Linked DNA regions of Callithrix jacchus: region 2 is linked to region 1. A link is a contact called in public Hi-C data. All regions are on one chromosome and are shown on one strand. Each heading gives the region's core, a stretch centred on a gene start, on an enhancer-like site or on the middle of the called end of the contact. The rest is flanking DNA. Distances are from core to core; before and after follow the strand shown. Region 1 holds the start of ACADS (acyl-CoA dehydrogenase short chain). Region 2 holds the start of SPPL3 (signal peptide peptidase like 3).

Region 1 (3,179 bases), core at 287-2,786:
ATGCATTTTGATAAATGAATAGTCTTATTACCCCATCACAGTCATGATATAGGACATTTCCATCATACCCACTCGGAAGGTTCCTGAGTTCCTTGTGTTTGCAGCCAGGTCCCTTCCCCCACCTCAGCCTCTTGCAACCACTATCTGATTCTGTCTCTATAGGAAAACTTGGTTGCTTTTAAAATGAAATTTTACATTCATATTTATAGTCACAAACAGTTCTCAGATAAGAATCTGGTTTAGATGCTCTTTGGCACCTGAAGCAATTATTACTGGCCTCTGCTCACAAACACAACTCACTTATTTCTCTCTTTTCTCCTGCTTTTTCATGGTTTCTTCCACCCGGGGCTGGTGCCAGGTGGGATGACTGAAAGGTGAGGAAGCCCTCAGAGCATGTGCCAATGACAGCCATTCATTAAAGTACTGAGAATTTAGAGGCTTTCTTTTAAATGCATTATTTAAAATGAAAGGTAACACGTTAAGGACTTTGCTGTACCTTTTAACTGGCTCTCCGAGGTTTCTACTTTCCTCCAAGAGGAAGAGACAATTTTTGGCAAATAGGTCAATGCTGGGAACAGATGCTTGCCTGGCTGAGTGTTAGGAAAGAAAGGCAGTTGGAGGGATGTGTGGGTTCCTGGGAGGGTGTGGGTGGTGCCAGGCGCTATAGGAGTCAGAATCATATTTGTGCAAGACCAGACCCTTATGGGACAAGTAAAATCAGCATAGTTTCTTGGGGAAGGTGAAGGCACCCTAATGAAGATGCTAGGGGTCAAAAGTTTGGCTCTGCCCCAACCGGGAGTGAGGTCGACAGGACTGAAGTGGAACAGAGAGCAGTTCCACCCACCTTAGCCTCTGGGGAAAAGAAAGCTCCTTCCCTTGCAGCCCAACTCCAGGGGCCTAAATACTGAGCACCAACACAAGACAAAGTCCTTAGGCTTCTTGGAGCAAGTTGGGTAGCAGATAATTTCAGATGCAAAGTACCTTTAATAAACAGAACAAAAGAAGCCGGTGGGGGAGGCCTGGTGTGATCAGGGTAGGCCTCCACGACATCCGAATGAAGAGGGGCATTCCAGACAAGGGGAACAGTGATCACAGAAGCCCCGAGTCACGAACCAGCTAAGGGTCTCAGAGAAGAGCTACCTCATAAAGCTGAGCAACAATAACCAGGGAACGGCGGACATGGGCCCTGATAGATAGGGCAGGTCTTGGCTTTTCAAGCCATAGAATTGGATTTTAGGTGGGCCCTAAAATTTTAGGTGGGCGGGAGGTGGGCCCACCGACAAAGCCAACAAAGTTTTAAGCCGAAGATCGCCATCTTATTTAAAGAGACCTTTCTGGCCTTTCTGAGAGGCTCTGCCCTTAGCTTTGTTTTGTTGGCATTTTGATTAACGAATGAGGGCACCAACAGCCAGCTCGCGCAGGCAGCGTGGGTGTTTCGCCTCGGGAGGGACTACTGGAGGCCCCGCCCCCGGGGCGCGAGCGCGCCTCGGCCCCTCCCCCTCAGCCCGAGGCCTCTGCCTCGAGTCCCGCCCCTGCAGTCCGGAACCGCGCGTTAGCTGCGGGGAGTCACGGAGGAGAACGCCAGGGCCGTTTCTGTCGCCCATGGCCGCCGCACTCCTCGCCCGGGCCTCTGGCCCTGTTCGCAGAGGTGAGTGCGCTCGGGCTCCGCACGGCGGGGCAGCGGCCCACGCCTGGCCCAGCAGGCAGAGATCCTGACCGCCGGCTTTGGCCCGTGCCTCTGGCCAGTTCCGCGGGCTTTTGCCCGCTCCTCCAGGAGCGCGCGCGCGGCCTTTGCCCCAGTTCTGCTGCTGCTCGCGCCGGCCCAGCCCGGCCCTTCAGGGATCCCTGGCTCCTGCACGGACCCTTACCCCTCCATTGACCCCCGCCGAGAGCCCATTCCTTACGACTGCATCCCTCATTTCACCCCCAGCAGGTTCAGGGTGTGCCCTTCTTCTGGAGCCAGGCCTGGGATTGAACCAGATCCGCATCTGTGACCTTGGGCAAGGCAGCCCTCTCAGACTCATTTGTCCTATGTTTAAAATGTCCACAGGGAAAATCAGAGATGTTGGGAGGACTAAATCACAGGGTCGTGTAAAGCACTTTGCGCCTGGCATGTAACAGGTGCTCCATAAATGTTCTTGCTGGTTAATACAGTACATTTCCTATTTTATGTGTCTCCAGCTGTGGCAACTGTGCCACTTACGGCCCCGGCTTCCTTTGCCTGGCCTGAATTAGAAAGGGAACCCTTACTGAGAACTGTGCTAAGTGCCAGTTAGTCTCTCTTTAATCTTCCCACTCCTAGGAGCTGAATACTATTGTCCTCCGCTTGTTATAGTAAAGGAGGCTGGGTGAAATTTAAAACCCTTGCCTCAGGCCACAGAGCTGAGGTCTTATTACTATTGGCATTATACTGAGGACTGAAGGATGGAGTGTATGGAAATGTCTAGTGAGTACACTAAGCATTAAGTTAATACGGGGTTTTCAGTGGCAGCCGTGGACATTTTGGGCCAAGAGTTCTTTGGGGACAGTTCTTTGTTGTGGGGGTTGTCCTGTGCCTTGTAGGATGTTCAGCAGGATCCCTGATCCCTATCCACTGGGTACCAATAGCATTCCCCTCCTCCAGTTGTGACAACTTAAATTGTCTCCAGACATTGCCAGATGTCCCTTGGAGGGCAAAATACTCCCTGGTGGAGAACCACTGAGTCAGTGGGCCACTAGTATTCTTTGAGATCTCGTGCTTTCTCCTTCCACTGACTTCTGCCCTTGCTGATAGCTCTCCATCCGAGGGACTGGCGGCAGGTACACACCATTTACCAGTCTGTGGAACTGCCTGAGACACACCAGATGTTGCGTCAGACATGCCGGGACTTTGCTGAGAAGGAATTGTTTCCCATTGCAGCCCAGGTAGACAAGGAACATCTCTTCCCAGCAGCTCAGGTGAGAGTGCAACCTCAGCAGCCCATGATGGCGGTCTGCCCTCTGCTCCTGGATAAGTGGTGACAGTGACAGCCAGCGGCACCCAGACTAGTAGAGGAACCCCAGAGCAGAGCCTGGAACCCAGAAAATGCTCTGGAAGTTTCCCTTGTCCAACATGTGGCCAGTAGCCAGGATTTAACTTCCAGGACAGCAGTAATTTGCGGTGGATGGTCAGTTGCTTACCGTGTACCATACTGTGTGCT
Region 2 (3,047 bases), core at 21-2,520, 190 kb after region 1:
TCCTCTCAAAACAATAGTAGCGACCCTCACAAAGATTCTGCCCATGCCCCACTGTCACCAACGAATTCCTTTTCCAAAATCTGGTTCTTCAAAAAGGCTCTCCTTCCAACCTCTTCACTCGTGACTCCCCTCCAAGGTTCCCGGACCCTCTCCCCCCGCAGTTTTTCTCCCTTTACTCCCGGGCCTCTGCCCACCTCACCAACTCCCCCTGAGCTCCCCGTCCCAGAGCCAAGCAGCGGCCCCGCAGCTGCGGCGACTGCTCCACTCTCCCAACTCAGAAGTTCTGCCTCTATCACCTGTTCTCGCCAGAGCTTCCTCTCGGCCCAGCGGCCCACCTTTGCCCTGGCCTGCCTCTGCCTCTCTCCACCCTTTCGAGTCCTCCAGTCCAGGAGCCACCCCACGAGTCAGTTCCGGGGTGCCTGTCGGATTCAACTTCCCATCCGTGGGCTTCCCATCCCCGGGGTCAAGCTCCCCTTCTCCATCACCTGCTCCGCCCATAGCCAGATGACATCCGCCGCTGCCGGCCGCCGCCGCCGCCTCCTCCTCCATCCCCCTTCTCGGACGCCGGGTCCCTGGCCACTCACCGCCTTCCGCGCGCGCCAGCCGCCCCCTCCGGTGGGGAAGAGGGGGGCGTGCACCCCAACCCGAGCCCCCCCTCCCCGACACGCACCTGTTCCTCCTCCTCTTCCCCTCGGCGGGCCGCACCGGCGCCGCGACCCCCACCCTCGCCGCGCCCCGGCCTCCCGGAGCCCCGCACTCACCACGAGTAGGTCTGCTCCGCCATGGCGCTGCCTCTCGTGGGCTCTGCTGCAGGCTGTGGCCGGGCCCGGCGGCGGCGGGCTCGCTCGGGCCGGGAGCGGAAGGCGCGGCCGGGGTTCGGTGCCTGCTCGCTCGCTGGCTCGCTGGATGAGCGGCGGGCCGGGAAGTCGGCTGGCGGGTAGAGGCCGCGCTCCGAGGCGGCCCCGCTCCCTGGGCCCCGGGGCGGGGCGGGCTCCGCTCTCGGCCTCCCTCACCCGCGGCGGCGGCGGCGGCTCCGCTGCGGCTCCAAACCCAACATGGCGGCGGCGGCGGCGGCGCCGAGAACAAGGGGGCCCCGGGACAGGCGAACGGCAAGACTGGCCCGCGCTCACTGCGCGTCGGGCCGCGGGAGCGCCGCGCTCGGGCGGCGGCGGCGGCCGGGGGACATGGCCGGCGGGCGGAGGCGGCGGCGGCGGCTGAGGGGGGCGCTAGGCGATGAGGCGAGGCCGCTCGATCACACCCGCCGAGGGGAGGAGGGGCGGGGGCGGGGGCGAGCCTTGGGCCCGCGCGGGTCACGTGCCCAAAACACGCTCACGTGACGCGCGCCCCGCCCCTCGAGCCGGGCTCTTGCTCCGAGACGTTGGCTCCCGGGTTTTAGGCGGCTGCGGCTTGCATGGCCGGTGCTGTCGGGCCGCCTCCCGCCGCCTGGTGCCGCCCCCCTCCCCACGCGGCGATGTCGCCTCGGGTACCCTCTTATGCCCCTTTCCGAGGGGCTGCAGCACCAGCCAATCGGGAACGCCGATGCACGTCTGTGGCTGCCACTCAGCTGTCAACCGTCAGTCAACAGTCTGCCGGCCACGGGCTCCTCAAATGTCAGTCAACTTGTCAGTCAACAGGCAGAGAGAGGGCTGCACTCCTTCGTTATGTTCCTTGGTTCATTTATTCACGTAGCACATATTCCAGGCAGCCAACCTTTATTGCTCTCAGGCCTGGTGCCAAGTCGAATACCCAACGCTTGCCTTCATTGAATCAATCAACAGATATTTGTTGGGTGCCAACCGTGTGTCAACTTACTCTGCCTTCCTGGAGCTTACATTCAAGAGAAGAGAGATAGTCCAAGCCTCCAAATAAAATAATTTCAGATGCTGTTAATTTTTACAAAAACACGTTTTATACACAAGGTGAGGGTACAGAGAGTGAGTAGAGGTGTGGGTTACTTTAGATAGGGTGGTCAAAGAAGGCCTCGCTTGGGAGGTGACATTTGAGTTGATATTGAATGACAGAGAGCTGGCCTTGCAAAGATCCCGGGAAAGCTCAAAGAAACCGTCCAGCTAAAGGTTTCCGGGCACAGAAGTAAAGACAGTAGACCTAGACCAGAGGCCAACAGAGTGAATCTTCGGCTTAGAGGGAAAGAGTGGGGAGAGACGAATGGAGGCCCCAGGTACTGGGGGATACTTCCCCAGGAGTGGATGAGGCCGTCTGAAAGGATAAGAGGCTTACCAAAGAAAAGGTGTTCTTGGCCTGTAAAAGGTGGCTCATGCCTGTAATCCTAGCTCTTTGGGAGGCTGAGGGGGTCGGATCACGAGGTCAGGAGTTTGAGACCAGCCTGACCAACATGGTGAAACCCCGTCTCTATTACAAATACAAAAATTAGCTGGGAATGGTGGCACATGCCTGTAATCCCAACTACTGGGGAGGCTGAGGCAGGAGAATCACTTGAACCCGAGAGGCAGAGGTTGCAGTGAGCCAAGATTGTGCCACTGCATTTCAGCCTGGGTGACAGAGCAAGACTCTGTCTCAAAAAATAAAAATAAAAAAATTTTTAAAAGGCATTCTAGGAAGAAAGAATGGCATGAGGCAAGGCCCAATTCCAGCTGGGTTTGAATCAAGAGTGGGATGGGTGATTTGTGCTGGAGTTTTGGGAGAAGACACTGAAAAGATGCACTGAAGCCAGAGCTGGAGGGCCCAGCTGAGCCTCCCTGCCAGCTACTGTGTACATGAATAAAAATGATTAACTAGTGCAGCTTCAGAATTTAGAAACATGCCTGGGCAACAAACACACTAACCCTCCTGGACATCCCTCCACCCCCATCCCTCACCCCTCAGTTTCTCTGCAGAAGGCGAAACTCACACACCTGAAACCAACATACTCAAGCTTCTCTGCACTTGCCCAACTTTAGGCCAAAATTTAGCTATGCTCCAGTTTCCCAGGGCCTGCCCAGGCTTGCAGGGAACACGGCACCCTGGATCTATCTACAAATGGATCAGCTGGCCATTGCCCTTGCATCTGCCGCTTGCCTGTTTCCCAA

The links. Hi-C and Micro-C count contacts between places; a contact is called where the count stands out from the background.
Region 2: a Hi-C map of skeletal muscle shows a contact between it and region 1, with 6 times the contacts expected there. The contact joins the promoter of SPPL3 here to the promoter of ACADS in region 1. A contact is called at or near these places in 2 of 3 Hi-C or Micro-C datasets (both in skeletal muscle).

The regions. Positions count from the first base shown.
Region 1 is chr9:123,856,126-123,859,304 of calJac240_pri, forward strand. It overlaps ACADS (acyl-CoA dehydrogenase short chain), which reads left to right and starts at 1,537. Exons shown (of 12, transcript XM_078337439.1): 1 at 1,537-1,648; 2 at 2,774-2,937.
Region 2 is chr9:124,046,088-124,049,134 of calJac240_pri, forward strand. It overlaps SPPL3 (signal peptide peptidase like 3), which reads right to left and starts at 1,271. Exons shown (of 11, transcript XM_035257843.3): 1 at 762-1,271. The coding sequence starts at 784.